Regions from separate parts of the Neogale vison genome. Here region 2 is linked to region 1. The links are chromatin contacts, called in public Hi-C maps. All regions are on one chromosome and are shown on one strand. Each heading gives the region's core, a stretch centred on a gene start, on an enhancer-like site or on the middle of the called end of the contact. The rest is flanking DNA. Distances are from core to core; before and after follow the strand shown. Region 1 holds the start of YPEL1 (protein yippee-like 1). Region 2 holds the start of PPM1F (protein phosphatase 1F).

Region 1 (6,782 bases), core at 2,483-4,982:
GAGGGATTCATGTCAAAGGGCAATGGCAGGAGGCCAGTTTGCCTTTGGCAGAACCAGCTTCCCTTCACACGCATGGTCTGCCTTCTCACTGGAGTTACAGGATGAAACACTCTTCTCCACACATTTCAGGAACTGCAGGCTTGGTGATCAGTGGACCCACTGGGAGGGGCAAGAAGATTTCCTCAGTCCTACCACCTGTCTGTCTGGCCCCAGATGAAGCCCCACAGCCTCTCCAGAATCCCAGCAGGGGTGTCTGTGCAACTTCAACACCTCATGGCCTAGCTCCTCTGCCCTCCAGGTCCTGGTTTCATCCCTCCACCCCACTGCCTTAGGTTCTGCCTCCACCATCTGTCTCCTGCAAGGCTAATTAATGTGTTTGCACTGAGCCCTTCTTTTCCAACAACCTGTAATACATTCTTTTGTATTTCTCCCACTAGTAACAAAGTTCCCCACAGTCGGGGCCTAGGGACACTTCCTAGCAGAGTTTACTGGCTTGCTTGCTATTGACAGGGGGAAAGACCAAGTTGCTAGCTACACACACACCACTGCCCTTCTCACTTGAAAGGGTGGGACCCAGAAGGCTGATGGAAGCAGGACACACGGCGGGATAAGGACATAATCAAACATTTGAAGGCCTGTGTTGGAGCAAGAGAAGGAAAAACCAGAGATATAAAAAGCAATCGAAGGGGGCCAGTGCTTGAGGGTGAGAATGCCAACACTGGGAAGCCAGGTGACAGCACAAGGGACCCAGGAGGGGAGGTTTGGCAAGAGACAGGCTGCTGGGGGTGAGGGGGGACAAAGCTGCAACAGAGCTTGTCTCAAACTGTGCCCCGTGTTTGGTGGCCAGGGAACCGCAAGCCAAGCTGTTGCCTTATCTGTAAAATGTGGGTAAATTGCGACTCACAAGGTGGTCCAGACAATCGCGTAAGAGGTCGTGTCATCGTTATAGGACAGCAGGACAGAGGGATGGTGAGCGCATCTCCCCACCAGGAGTCCTGGTTCTGGTTCTGAGGCTCTTCAGGAGCCAGATTAAGAGGATGTTCCCCAGGTGGGGACGACACTGTGTTGGCTCCAGGATTTCCATTTCTCTCTCACCAGCAGACAGCTTTTCAGAGGGTTTCTATCACAGAAGGAACAGGGACTTCCTTCCTGAATCCAACCTCTGCTGTCCTCTCCAGAACCCTTAGCCCTCTATGACTTGGTTGTTCAGAACTTTCTCCAACCTTCCCCAAAATCTCATGTCAAGATTTCCACTCCCTAGAGGTTTCGCTGATTAGCAGATCTAACTACTTTTCTACAGATGGAAAACCAAATGAACCTCAAATGAAGAGTCTGAAAGGAAGATTTCCATTGCTGCTGCTTTTTTCTTTTTCAAAGTTTTCATATTTTCTACAAACAGAAGTAAGTCGCTACTAAAGTTACAGCAGGCACCTAGCTGTAACAGAACACATGGAAAAGGCAAAAATCAAAAACCCAGCAAATTGAGGATAGGTGTCATTACGCAGTCTGCTGTGCCCTCACAAATTAAAAGTGATAGCAATAAATAGGCAAAATGGGCTTAGTTAACCAGAGGGCTTTTCTCCCTTTCTTGTGTTTGTGTCGGGGCTCTGAGGCTAACAGAATCTCTTATTCAACTTCGGCAAAGCAGCTTCTTGAAATGCCAATTTTATATCTTCCTGGCATTAAATCCACCCAGGCAGATTCTACTGGCAACTTGACCTCAGCATTTCAAGCACTCCCAGTGGCTGAGGATTGGTTCCCCACGTCAGAACAGCTCTCTACGGCGAAGTGGTTATATACGCTACTGAATAACTAAGAATATTGCCTCTTCATATTCTAGTTTCTCAGTCTCCCGGGGGTGCGGAGGGATACATTCAAACTCTATGGCAGCCCCTCGCCCTCTCCACTCTCTGTCCCTTGACACTAGGTCCTTGTGAAACTTAGGGATGACAGGCAGGAAAATCAGGAAGAGATTTTATAGGAACGCTGCTTCCAATCTAAAGAGCTTTACACATTCCAAGGCTTCAAAATGGTAAGATTTAATGTCTGGACTTAGGGTACAAGAATGTCTCCATTTCAGTTGCTCATGTTGGCAAAGGCACCATGACAGGAGAGGGTCGTTAACACTCGGGAACACTAGGCATGGGGCATACCAGGGCTGTCTGGACTAACCTTGCAACTTTCACAGAAATCTAAAGTTATTACAAAACAAGAAGTTCGTTTAAAAAGCAAAGGCTACGGGGGCTCCTGGATGGCTCAGTCAGTGCAGACTGTGGCTCTTGATCTCAGGGTTGTGAGTTGGAGCCCCACACTGAGTGTAGAGATTACTTAAAGATAAAATCTTTAAAAAAAAAAAAAAAAAGCAAAGGCTATTGCTCAGATTGGTAATTAAGATTATTCAGCTATTTTTTTTCTTAAGTGCCCAGCAGAAGCCAGACTCCGCGCTACAGGTCTGTGGTGGGACAGGATTTCGCTCTGGTCCTACCTCTGAGAGGTTCCTGCAAGGAGAAGACACTCTAACCCTGTGAGATGCAAGGGAAGGGAGCATAAGGGTCCAGGAGAGCTTCAGTATTAGCATTCCTCAAGTGTACCACGACTGTCACCCAAGAACCCGGGGCCAGGGATAAGAGGGAATCAGCGCACAATTACAAAAACTCAATCATCCCAGCATCCAGCACAGCTCCTGGCACCGAGCAGAGGCTGGAGCGTGCACAGGTGTGGGAGAGAGCCAGGCTTGCTCAGGTGAGGCACCTGGAAGAGTTCCCTAGAGGAGGTAAGCCTCCTCTTGAGGCTTGCTTAGTTTAGGAGGGAAGTGGGTGGAAAGAATAACATTCTTGGCAAAGGAAACAACAGGTTAAAGTGTGTGTTCTGGCCAGAAAGAGGAAGAAGAAATGCAACTGAACAAAAAAGCTTGGGGGTGGGGAAACTGAGGTCTTTCCAAAGCCATTATCTTTGCAAAATGAAATTATAGTCTTTTTTTTCCCCCCAATCCTGGAACTCAGCACATTATCTGGACATCAAAGATGTCAATCAGAGGCAGGCCTGGGGGAGGGGGACCCTACTGAGCAGGTTTCCCAAGCTATGGCTCCTGCAAGCTGTGCTTTAAAAAAAAAACAAAAAAAAAAACAAACCTAGTGCTACAAGCAGGGAACTGATACAGAGAACAATTCATTTTAGTCACGATCTTTATGTGGGTAACTCGAAAACATCCCCCTCTTCTAATAAACATTCCTAGGAACCCTCTTTTGTCCTCATTTCACTCCGGGTCGCAACATTTTTTGTTGTTGTTGTTAAAGAGGGAAAAGCCCATTAACAGCAGGCATCTAGTTCATTCTCTCTGTAAATTTTTTTCGTGGCTGAAGTGGGAACGAGGCAGGCAAGGGAAGGAAGAAAGGAGGGCAAAATCAAAGATCAGGCTTTGTGGTCTGCTCCAACACGGAGTGAGCCAAATAACAACAAAAAAATCAAATCAGAACAAAAACATCCACAGGTGCGGCCCGCTCGCGCCCCGCCCGCCGGCCCTGACGCCCAACAGGTGCCTCCGGGCCCCGCCCGCTGTCGCAGGAGCCTCGGGTCGCCACAAAGTAGCCGCCCGCGCAACAGTGTCCAGGCCCGCCCGTACTCACGGCCGCTCGGCGGTCCGCGCCCCGGCCCGCAGCGCCCATCCGGCCCGGGCCCCGGTTAGCGCGGGCTCGGCTCTCAGGCGGCGCCGGCGCGGCCCGGGACGCGCTGCGGCCGTTGGCGCCTCCGCAGGGCGCGAGGCATCCTCCCGCCGCCGCCCCGCGGGCCGCCTGCCCTTTGTTTTGGAGCCGCGGCCCCGCCGCGCCGCCGTTAACGGCCTCGGAACGCGGCGTCGGCCAATCAGCGCGCCCCCCCGCCCGCGCTCCGCCCCGTGCCCCGCCCCTCTCGCGCGTTCCCTCCCCGCGCGCTCCGCGCCCCGGAGCTGGACCCGCTCGCACTCGACCGGGCTGGGCGGGGGCGCACGTGCCGCGGGGCGCGCCACGCTCCCATTGGCCGGCCTGCCGAGCGCGGCCTCGGAGCCAGCCTATGAGAGTTGAAGGGCCTGGGGGCGGGACCCTGCGCGGAGGGGCGGGCCCTGGGGCGGGCTCAAAGAGGATCGCAGTGCGCAAGCGCGGTCTGTCCTGAGCTTGGGTGTTCAGCCCACGGTCTTCGCCCGCAGGCTTCTCCCGCGGTGGGGAGCCCGTGCGCCACTCGGTCTCTCCGCACGCCTGGGTCGGCTCATGGACGTGAGGGCCGCAGCTTCCGGGGCCGAAGCGGGGCTCATGGGTCGGCCGTGCGCAGGACTTGGGCTTCCCTGGCCGGACCACTCGCAGACTCGGTTCCCAGAATACGGGGTCCTCCGCGCTCGCCCACTCCATCCTCCCCGAACGCTCCAAGTCACTCTGCCTGAGAACCTCTGCATCTGGCTCTCTGTTCCAGATCGGATTCGACAGGAAGCTCCATCCTCCACGTGGCCCTCCTGGCCCCCCAGGCAGCCCACATCTTCATGTCCACACCCCATCCCTCTATGACTCTCAAGTCATTATTTTTTTGGCCCCACAACTTTCCACTATAGGTTGTTTCTTAAGTTACATAATTTTTTAAAAACCACAGTGTTGAGGTCACAATGTATATAACATTTTAATAAATGTTAGCCTTCTTTAGATCTTGTTTCTTTTTTGCAATGCAGTGTATATGTAAAGATCTCTTAGCGTCTTTGGATGTGCATCTGATTTATTACCGTACTTAGAAGGTCTCTGGATACTATCCATTTGTCAGAACTCAGCCATTCTCCTGGCAATGTCTCCAGCTCCCCCTCTTTTACAAACCTGGCTGCAAAGTGGGAACTCATGATTGTTTTTAAGATGCACTTTTCAGAGGAGTGTTAGCATCTCTTCATTAACTGTTAAGTCTTTCATAGCTTCTATTTCCAACTTTCAGATCTTCAGTTTGCAACTGAGTGTAGGGGGCTCATTTCTCTTGTAAATTTTAGAGATTCCTTAGATTGTCTTAAATATTATGCTTTTGTTGTTTTTGCTACAGCAAGTATCTTAGCCAGTCCTCTATTGAAAAAAATCCTAATTTTTATGTGAGTCAACGTTTATGTAATTTTGTATCTTGCTTTGAGAAGGGGCATTTTACTCTTACTGCAGTTTTTAATGAATGATTTTAGTGGCTGCAGAATATTGAATTTAACATACCCAAATAACTATGTGCTCGTTAGGCACATTGATGATTTCCGCTCCATTTCTTTGGATTCCTGCATTCTTGGAATATTTTTGCACCAGATTTCCTATTGTGCTTTGCATTGTAGTTCCTAGCTTCATCCTCAGAAATACATCTTTTCCTTAAAATCTAAGGGATTGATGCATGTGATGCATGTGAATCCAGTACCCTGGCCTGTGAGCTCACTGCCCCCTCTCCTGCAAGAATCTTGCCCTCTGCATGACCCCCAGGATGGATCCCTTTCCTGACCACTGACCAGTGCCTTTTAAATGTTTTTAACTATGACCACAGTAAAGAATACATTTTATGGGTACAAAGTTTCTATTTGGAGTGATGAGAAATTTGGAGGGTAGTGTGGATGACTGCACAACAATGTAAATGTATCAATGCTACTGAATTATACACTTAACAGTTAAAATGGCAAATTTAAAGCTTTAAAAACCCATTTTACATTATGATCTAGTACACATACGTATGAAAAAGTTTCACGATTTAAGACGTAGTCTTGTCTTGTCTTGTGTAACGCCCTAACACTGTTCTTTTCAGTTTTATTTTTATTGATGACATCCTGCACATGACTCTCTATGTGATTTCACAGGCTATCAACCGTGGCCTGCGGTCTGCCACCCGCTGCCTGGTCCCTGTTGTCACACCCTCCAGAAGCCCACTCTGGGTCACAACACTGTGCTCTCTGGCCCTCTCCTGTTAGCAGGACCACGGCTGCCTTCACCAGCACTGGGAGCCACACAACTCCCTGTCTTCACTACTTACCCACCGGTGGCTCTTCTCCTTTTGTTCACCTCCCTTGAGCACCTTTATCACATCACAGACTTGCCCAGTGAACCCCAGTCCTGGGTAAATGTGACTCTCTCTGCTATAGCTGGAGAGATGTTTTCCCTTGGGGTGACCACTTTCTAGGGCAGAACTGTCCTCCTGACAATCCTACCCTTGCCCGCCTGCTGTGGCCATTCAGATTTCTGCCTTCCTGGAAGACAATCCTACACCAGCCCCTGCCCTCTGCCTGTGCTAGCTCTGTGTCCTGCTTTACTGAAGACATCAGTGTCAGCAGGAGTGTTTCTCACTGCTTCCACCCTAAACCTTCCACCGGCCCGCTTCCACCACCATGCACACATTGCTCTGTCCTCTAAGACCTGCATGTCACTGGCTCATCAGGTCTACCCCACCCCACATGCTAGCTGGTCTGCTTCAGTCACAGGACCCTCTTTCTCCTGCATCCTCAGTCTCTGCCTTATTGGGCTGTCCCATCAGGATGGGAGACGTGGTGTCATCTCCATATCCATTTTCTCCATCATCATGCTTCTCTCTAATTCTTCAAAAGCAAAACTGCCCAGGAGCAGCTTGGCTGGGCTCCTCCCCACTCTTGGGCTCCCTCCACTCCACCTGTTCCTTGCCAGAACTCACATCCGGGTTCAGCCAAATCTCCGTGGTGGTCAGGCAGCACTTCACACCACCTGATGGCTCCCAGGGTGTGCCTCAGCACGGACCCCCAGCCCCCAAATCCTAGGCTTCCAAGTCCATATGCCCACTCTGAACCA
Region 2 (6,782 bases), core at 2,912-5,411, 200 kb after region 1:
CTGGGAGCCTCTTGGGGGTGGTGGTGAGGGTCGCCTGGGGAGCGAGCAGGCCCGCCGAGCTGCTGAGCGAGAACCAAGCCAGGGAAAAACAAGAAGATGGTGAGAATTTCCCAGCAGGCTCCCACACCCTCTGCCAGAGAAAGAGGCCAAGCCACCTACCTCCTCTGCTTGCGAACAGCTCTGGCCTATTGCTTAAGGGAGAAATATGAATAATGCAGGCCTGGTCCCAAGCAACAGCTGGGGCTCCAGGGTTGGGGAAATGCTGTCTGGGTCCCTGTGAGCCCAGAAACAATACTCTGCAGGGCTTGGAATGTTTCACAGTGCCCGCGCTCCTGTAAGCATATGATTAAGACCTCAGAGGAGGGCTGGCTCACCGACCTCCCCAGAGTGCACAGGAGGGCCTGTTTGAGAAAGCGGGGTCCCTGGTGTAAAGCACAGAATACAAGACCCTTCGCCTGTGACCTTACTTGCTGGTGGCATCAGCTCAGCATTTTGGAATGCAGGTACCTAGGGCCATCCTGCCTGCTGAGGACCAAAGATGCTGGTTTCTGCATCAGCGGGTGGAGGCGCAGGGCAAGGAGAGGAACCAGGACGTGGCTCTCCTTCTCTAGGGTCCAGCTGGGGTTAAAGATAAGAGTAAGTTCCTTCCTCGCCCTTCTTTTTTTCCCAACAAACTCTGAATCTGTCACATAAGCCCTACAGAGAGAAGCAAAACAATCCCCTCTCCCAGGAGCCCAGGGCCTACAGATAGAGGCAGGAAGAAGGCAGGGGGCTGTCCTGTGGTCCCGAGCTCTTGCTGGCCCAATGGGGGCAGAGCGGGCAGGAAGCAGGATGAGGTGGTAGGAGGTGAGGCAGAGCTGGGGCAAGGTGTCCAGCTGGATGCAGTGCTGAATAGGGCTGGGGAGGGGGACTTGCCTGTGAGTCTGGGTTAGTCATCAAGACAAGGAGGGGCCAAGGGAGGTACACTGGGCTGCCAGCCCCTTGTCACTTGCCTCTACCAGACTGGCCAAACATGGCCCATGGCCTTCCGGCTCCCGGAATGCTGCTGCCCTGCACAGCCCATCAGCTGGCAGCCACGGCAGCGGGAATAACGGCCATCCCGGCTAACACCCGCCAGCAGCCCCAGCTGCCTGCGCCCATGGCACTCTCCCTGCTGCTCCTCTTCCCCACTCCCAGCAACCTGCTCTCATTCTCCCCAGGTAGGGGTCATGCCAGGTGGGGGCTGCCAGTGGGGGGAGAGAGCAAAAGAACCAAGTGACTTGTTCAAAGTCCCTCGATGGGGTTCACCCTGGGGGCTCACCCGCCCCCCCTCCTCACTGGGTCACCAGCCTGGGAATTCAGTCACTCATGGCCTCTTCTTCCATCTCTGTGCCCATCACTCTGTTCCAGACCCTCACCTCCCTGCTTCTGTGATTTGCCTTGTCCAGTCCCACTTTGGCCCCACCCCTACCTCAGACCTCTTTGAGCCAAGCTCTGCTGAACTGCAACACCTTTGGGGTCCAAAGTGCCTTCCATGTGCTCGATCCCAAAGAAAAAAATATTTATTTTCCTCTAGTTTATGGGTTTTGACTCATAAACTCAACTAACGCATATTTGTACAACCGGCTTTTTCTTTCTTTTTTTTTTTTTTTTAAGATTTTATTTATTTATTTGACAGACAGAGATCACAAGTAGGCAGAGAGGCAGGTAGAGAGAGAGGAGGAAGCAGGCTCCCTGCTGCGCAGAGAGCCCGATACGGAGCTCAATCCCAGGACCCTGGGATCATGACCTGAGCCGAAGGCAGAGGCTTTAACCCACTGAGCCACCCAGGTGCCCCACAACTGGCTTTTTCTTGATTAAAAAAAATTTTATTTATTTAAGAGAGAGAGGGAGCATAAGCAGGTATAAGGGCAGAGGGAGAGAATCTTCAAGCAGCCTCCCAGCTAAGAGCAGAGTCCAACCCAGGGCTCAATCCCAGGTCTGAGCTCATGACCTGAGCTGAAATCCAGAGTCGGCCGCTTAACCAACTGAGGCACCCAGTTGCCTCAACTGCCTTTTTCTAGATGGTACAGACAAAATACTTGTTGAGAGTCCTGCTCAACTTCAGAACCCAGAAGTAAAGCAAAAGACAGCAATCCTTAAGAAAGGAAACTGTGTCATCGTTATAACAGTATTGCCTTCTTTATTAAAAGCTTTTCTGTAAATGGAGAATCTTGTTTATTCCTAAGTAACCACTGCGAAGAATATGGTATCAATTTTCTAGATCTTTTCCTACACATGTATCTTTTTTTTCTTAAAAAATGTACAGTAAAATACACGTGACATACAATTTATTGTTCTGCCCGTTTTCCCCTCTACAGTTCTGGGGCATTAGGTACACTCACATTGTTGGGGACCCACCACTTTCTTAGAGGCTTGACTTTCTCAACTAGACGCTCTGCTCCCTGAGTCAGGAAGCCCACCCCTGCCCTCTGAGGCATGAGCCCGTCCCTCTGTGCATGGCAGCTGGCAAGTGTGACGGCAGAGGGAAGACGCAGGCTGCCTTCTGCCACTGCCAGTGGGTGGTGTGGGCTGAGATAAGCACCCTGAGGCCCGACACCTTCAAAGAGGAAGTTAGGATATTCTGGGGAGAACCCCAACCATGACCGTGATCAGAGGAGAAAGGTTTTAAAGGCAGGGAGGGCCTCCGGCAGTATCTCAAAGGAATTCTACAAATGAACTGGTAAGGAGGTTTACAGCTTTCAAAGTGGTATTTGGAGTGGTATTTGTTTTGTTACCTCTTGCACAACTCTCCTGAGAATAAGCTGTTAGGCCACACTGCAGATGAAGAAATAGTCTCCGGGAGGGTAAGCTGTCTGCCTAAGGTCACACAGGTAGGAAATGGCAAAGCCGGACTCACAGAAGGTCTTCTGAAACCTTTTGTCGCTTCGGGCTTGGTTACAGGTGGGAAAGAGTGAGATCTGACAACAGAACATATATGGCCATGAAAGCCAGAAGTAAGGGGCACCTCGGTAGTGCAGTCGATTGAGCGACTGGCTCTTGGCTTCAGCTGGGGTTGTGAGATCGAGCCTAGTGTGGAGCCAGGCACTGGGCTCTGTGCTCACCAGGAGTCTGCTGGGGTTTCTCTCTCCCTCTCCCCTGCTTCTCACTCCAGCTTTCTCTCTCTCTCTGAAATAAATAAATCTTTAAAAAAAAAAAAAAAAGAATAATAAGAAGAAAAAAGGCCAGAAGTGTGCTAGAGATGACCTCACAGAGCTGGCCTTACATTCCATCTCCCGTGGTGGGAGTAGAGCCCTGCCCACAGGCCTTGCCCCAGGAAATACCATGAGGACATGTGTCAGTCAGGGCATGTGTCCTGCTGGGTGGAAGGCTGTGCGGGAGAAGTCCATCACTATCAACTAGCCCTAGCTATGTGTTAAGCCCCGCATTAAAATCTCTAAAACGGGGTGCCATTTCTCCCTACTGCACAGACGTTAAGAGGATTGCATGAGGTCACACAGCAACCAGTGGTGAAGTCTATCACCTCCCTGCCTTATATTCCTATCTCACACACCTAGGGCTGAAAGGGCAGCAGCCCAAGCATTCGCTTTCACTAAACACTCGCTTTAAATCACTTGGACGGGGGCCACGGGCGGGGGCAGGCCGCGGGGTGAGGGCACGTGGGCAGAGATGTGGACCCGCAAAGGTGCAGGGGCTGGTGAGGTAGGGATCAGGGCAGTGGGCCCAACCCAGATGCTCCTAAGAACAGGGGCTCGGACACCGGCAAAGGGGGGCACGTCACCCCTCAACATCCATTCTGCAACACCGCCTTCGGTTCCCACCTGGTCTTCGGCTTGGCCACACCCCCGCCGGCCCCTGGCCCCTCAGGTCTGCACCCTTGCCTCCCTGGCCCTCCAATTCTCTGCCTCGGGTTCCTCAGGTCTTTGGTTACTCCCTCCGTTCTTCAGTCCCCCACTCTGCCCCTGAACCCCTTTGGTCTTCCCGTCTCGGCCTCCCTGCCTCCCCAGCCCCCCTATTCCGCACCCTCCGGTTTCTCAGCGCCCCGTTTCACCCCTATATGTCTCAAGTCCCCACCTGAGCCTCACTCCTGCGAGGTCAGCCCCCCGGTCCCATGCCCCGGGCCTCCTCACTCTCGGGACCCCCATGGCCTCACCTGCTACTCCGCCGCTCCCTGCCCAGCGAGCCGCTCCTGGCCGGCCCCGCCCACTTCCCGTCCCCCGCCGCCTCGGGCTCCGCGCAGGCGCAGTCGGGCCGAGGACGGGCGGGGTCGGGCCTCTGCTGCCCCCTGGCGGCCTCGCTGCCCTTTCGTTACCGGTGGAGAAGAGCTGCGCTCCACCCAAAAAGGGTTGCGCGGCGACACGGTCCCCATCCTGGGTTCTGGAGCAAAATGTGTGATCACTGGCGAACTGCTTCCCTTCTCAAGCCTCGGGTGGTTGTGTAGATGGGGAAAGCAATTCCTATCTCACAGCGCCCAGATTTTTTTTTTAAAGATTTTATTTATTTATTTGACAGACAGAGATCACAAGTAGGCAGAGAAAAGAGAGAGGAGGAAGCAGAATCCCCGCTGAGCAGAGAGCCCGATGCGGGGCTTGATCCCAGGACCCTGGGATCACGACGGGAGCTGAAAGCAGAGGCTTTAACCCACTGAGCCATCCAGGTGCCCCCAGCGCCCAGATATTAAGCAACATGTGCTATGGGCAGCTGGTGAACCGCAGAGCAGGCACATACAGACCCAGACTGCCCCAAGGCCGGTGGGCCATCAGGCGATGAGGCACAGTCCCTGGGGGCCCAGCATACTTTTGGCGTTGTGTTCGTGTCTTATTGCTGCTATGACAATTACCACAAACTTACACAAATTTATTATTTACAATTCTGAAGGTCAGAAGCCCGCAAGGGATGATGGGCTGTAAGTCTGAAGTGTTGGTAGGGTGCGTTCCTTTCTGGGGCCTCTAGCCAGGAATTGTTCCTTTGCTTTACTGGTTCCTAAAGACTGCCCATTCCTTGGCTTGCAGCCTCTTCCATGTTCAAAGCCAGGAACATCTGGACAAGTCCTCCTGCTGCCACCTCTCTCGTTTTCTCTTTGGATTCCCTGTTCCATTTTTAAAGACCCTTATGATGCCACTGGGCTGCCCAGATGAGATAGGATAATCTCAGTATTGAAAAGTTAAATGATGGGGTGCCGGAGTGGGTTGAGCCGGAGAATCCTTGGTTTTGGCTCAGGTCATGACCCAGGGGTCCTGGGATCTAGCCCCGCTGGGAGTCTGTTGGAGATTCTTGCCTCTCCCTTCTGCCCGTGGGCACTCTCTCTCTGATGGATAAATCTTTTTTTTTTTTTTAAGATTTTATTTATTATTTGCTAGAGAGAGACACAGTGAGAGAGGGAGCACAAGCAGGGAGAGTGGGAGAGGGAGAAGCAGGCTTCCCGCTGAGCAGGGAGCCCGATGTGGGGCTCTGTCCCAGGACCCTGGGATCATGATCTGAGCTGAAGGCAGCCGCTTAACGACTGAGCCATCCAGGTGCCCCATAGATAGATAAATAAAATAAGATAGATAAATAAGATAGATAAATCAATCTTTAAAAAAAAGTTAGATGTGTAGATATGACACCAACATTCTGTCTGCAACCCTGGTTCTCCTTTGCCATCTAACACACATTCCAGGTATGAAGACCTGGACATCTTTGGAGGGGGCATATTTCTGCCATCATAGATGCCCAGAAGAAATAAATGAGCTAGAAGAAATAAATGAATTTTGAGATCAAAGGACATGCTTTAATATACAGTATTAATATAGTTATCTTTATATTAATACAGTTGTATGGTATAATTAAAAAAATTTAAAACATTTTTATGGAAGGAGGGCCCTCTAAAGCCGTACTGCAGCCCCACCTCCTTGACTTTCAGGCCCACATATGGGGCTCACTCCTTCCCAGGAATCACAGTCTCCGGGATGCTTCACTAACAGGAGGGGTTTAGGGAAGCAACGAACCTTAGAGAACTAGCAGTTGGCTGATGTGAAAGGAAACCATTTCGGGTAGAGGCAAGCCTAGAAGGCAGGGAGTATTTAGGCAGAGAAAGCAGGGTGGGAGAGAGGCGCTGGCTCATGTCGTTCTCCTACTTACACCTTCTTAGATCCCATAACCCCCTGTCAGTGTGATGACCCCAAGCAAGGCTTGAGGTTACTTTTTTTTTTTTTTTTTAAGATTTATTTATTTATTTGACAGATCACAAGTAGGCAGAGAGGCAGGCAGAGAGAGAGGGGGAAGCAGGCTCCCTACCAAGCAGAGAGCCCGATGCGGGGCTCGATCCCAGGACCCTGGGACCATGACCTGAGCCGAAGGCAGAGGCCTTAACCCACTGAGCCACCCAGGTGCCCCTTGAGGTTACTTCTTATGACTTGTCCTACCTTGGGCATGTTCCTTAGCTCATCTGAGCCTGTTTCCTTATCAGGAAAATGCGGACTGTAGCAACCAAGCTATCTCACGGGGTCGTTGTGAGACCCTGCATCAGTGTTTCTTAAAGTCTGTCCAGACTGCCGGCATCAGGATGACTATGGGGTGAAGTTTGAGAACCAGGGCACAGGGGAAGTGGTACTTGGCACAGGCCCTCCTGCACGGTGAAATGGGGTGCCTGTGAAAGCTGGGGTCCCTGCGGGCCTCCTTTGCGAGGGCCTAAATTAGATTCTTTGAAGCACTGATTGCATTCAGTGTTGGTGGCTTAGAGATAACAGCAAAGTGAGGCACTGCCACTTGGCCTGGAGCTGGCCCTTTAGGGGAACTAGGCCAAGGCGTTGCCTGTGAAATGA

The links. Hi-C and Micro-C count contacts between places; a contact is called where the count stands out from the background.
Region 2: a Hi-C map of muscle shows a contact between it and region 1, with 6 times the contacts expected there. The contact joins the promoter of PPM1F here to the promoter of YPEL1 in region 1. A contact is called at or near these places in 2 of 3 Hi-C or Micro-C datasets (fibroblasts and muscle).

The regions. Positions count from the first base shown.
Region 1 is chr3:213,467,027-213,473,808 of ASM_NN_V1, forward strand. It overlaps YPEL1 (protein yippee-like 1), which reads right to left and starts at 3,733. Exons shown (of 5, transcript XM_044243780.1): 1 at 3,627-3,733.
Region 2 is chr3:213,662,532-213,669,313 of ASM_NN_V1, forward strand. It overlaps PPM1F (protein phosphatase 1F), which reads right to left and starts at 4,162. Exons shown (of 9, transcript XM_044243784.1): 1 at 4,133-4,162; 2 at 2,757-2,939.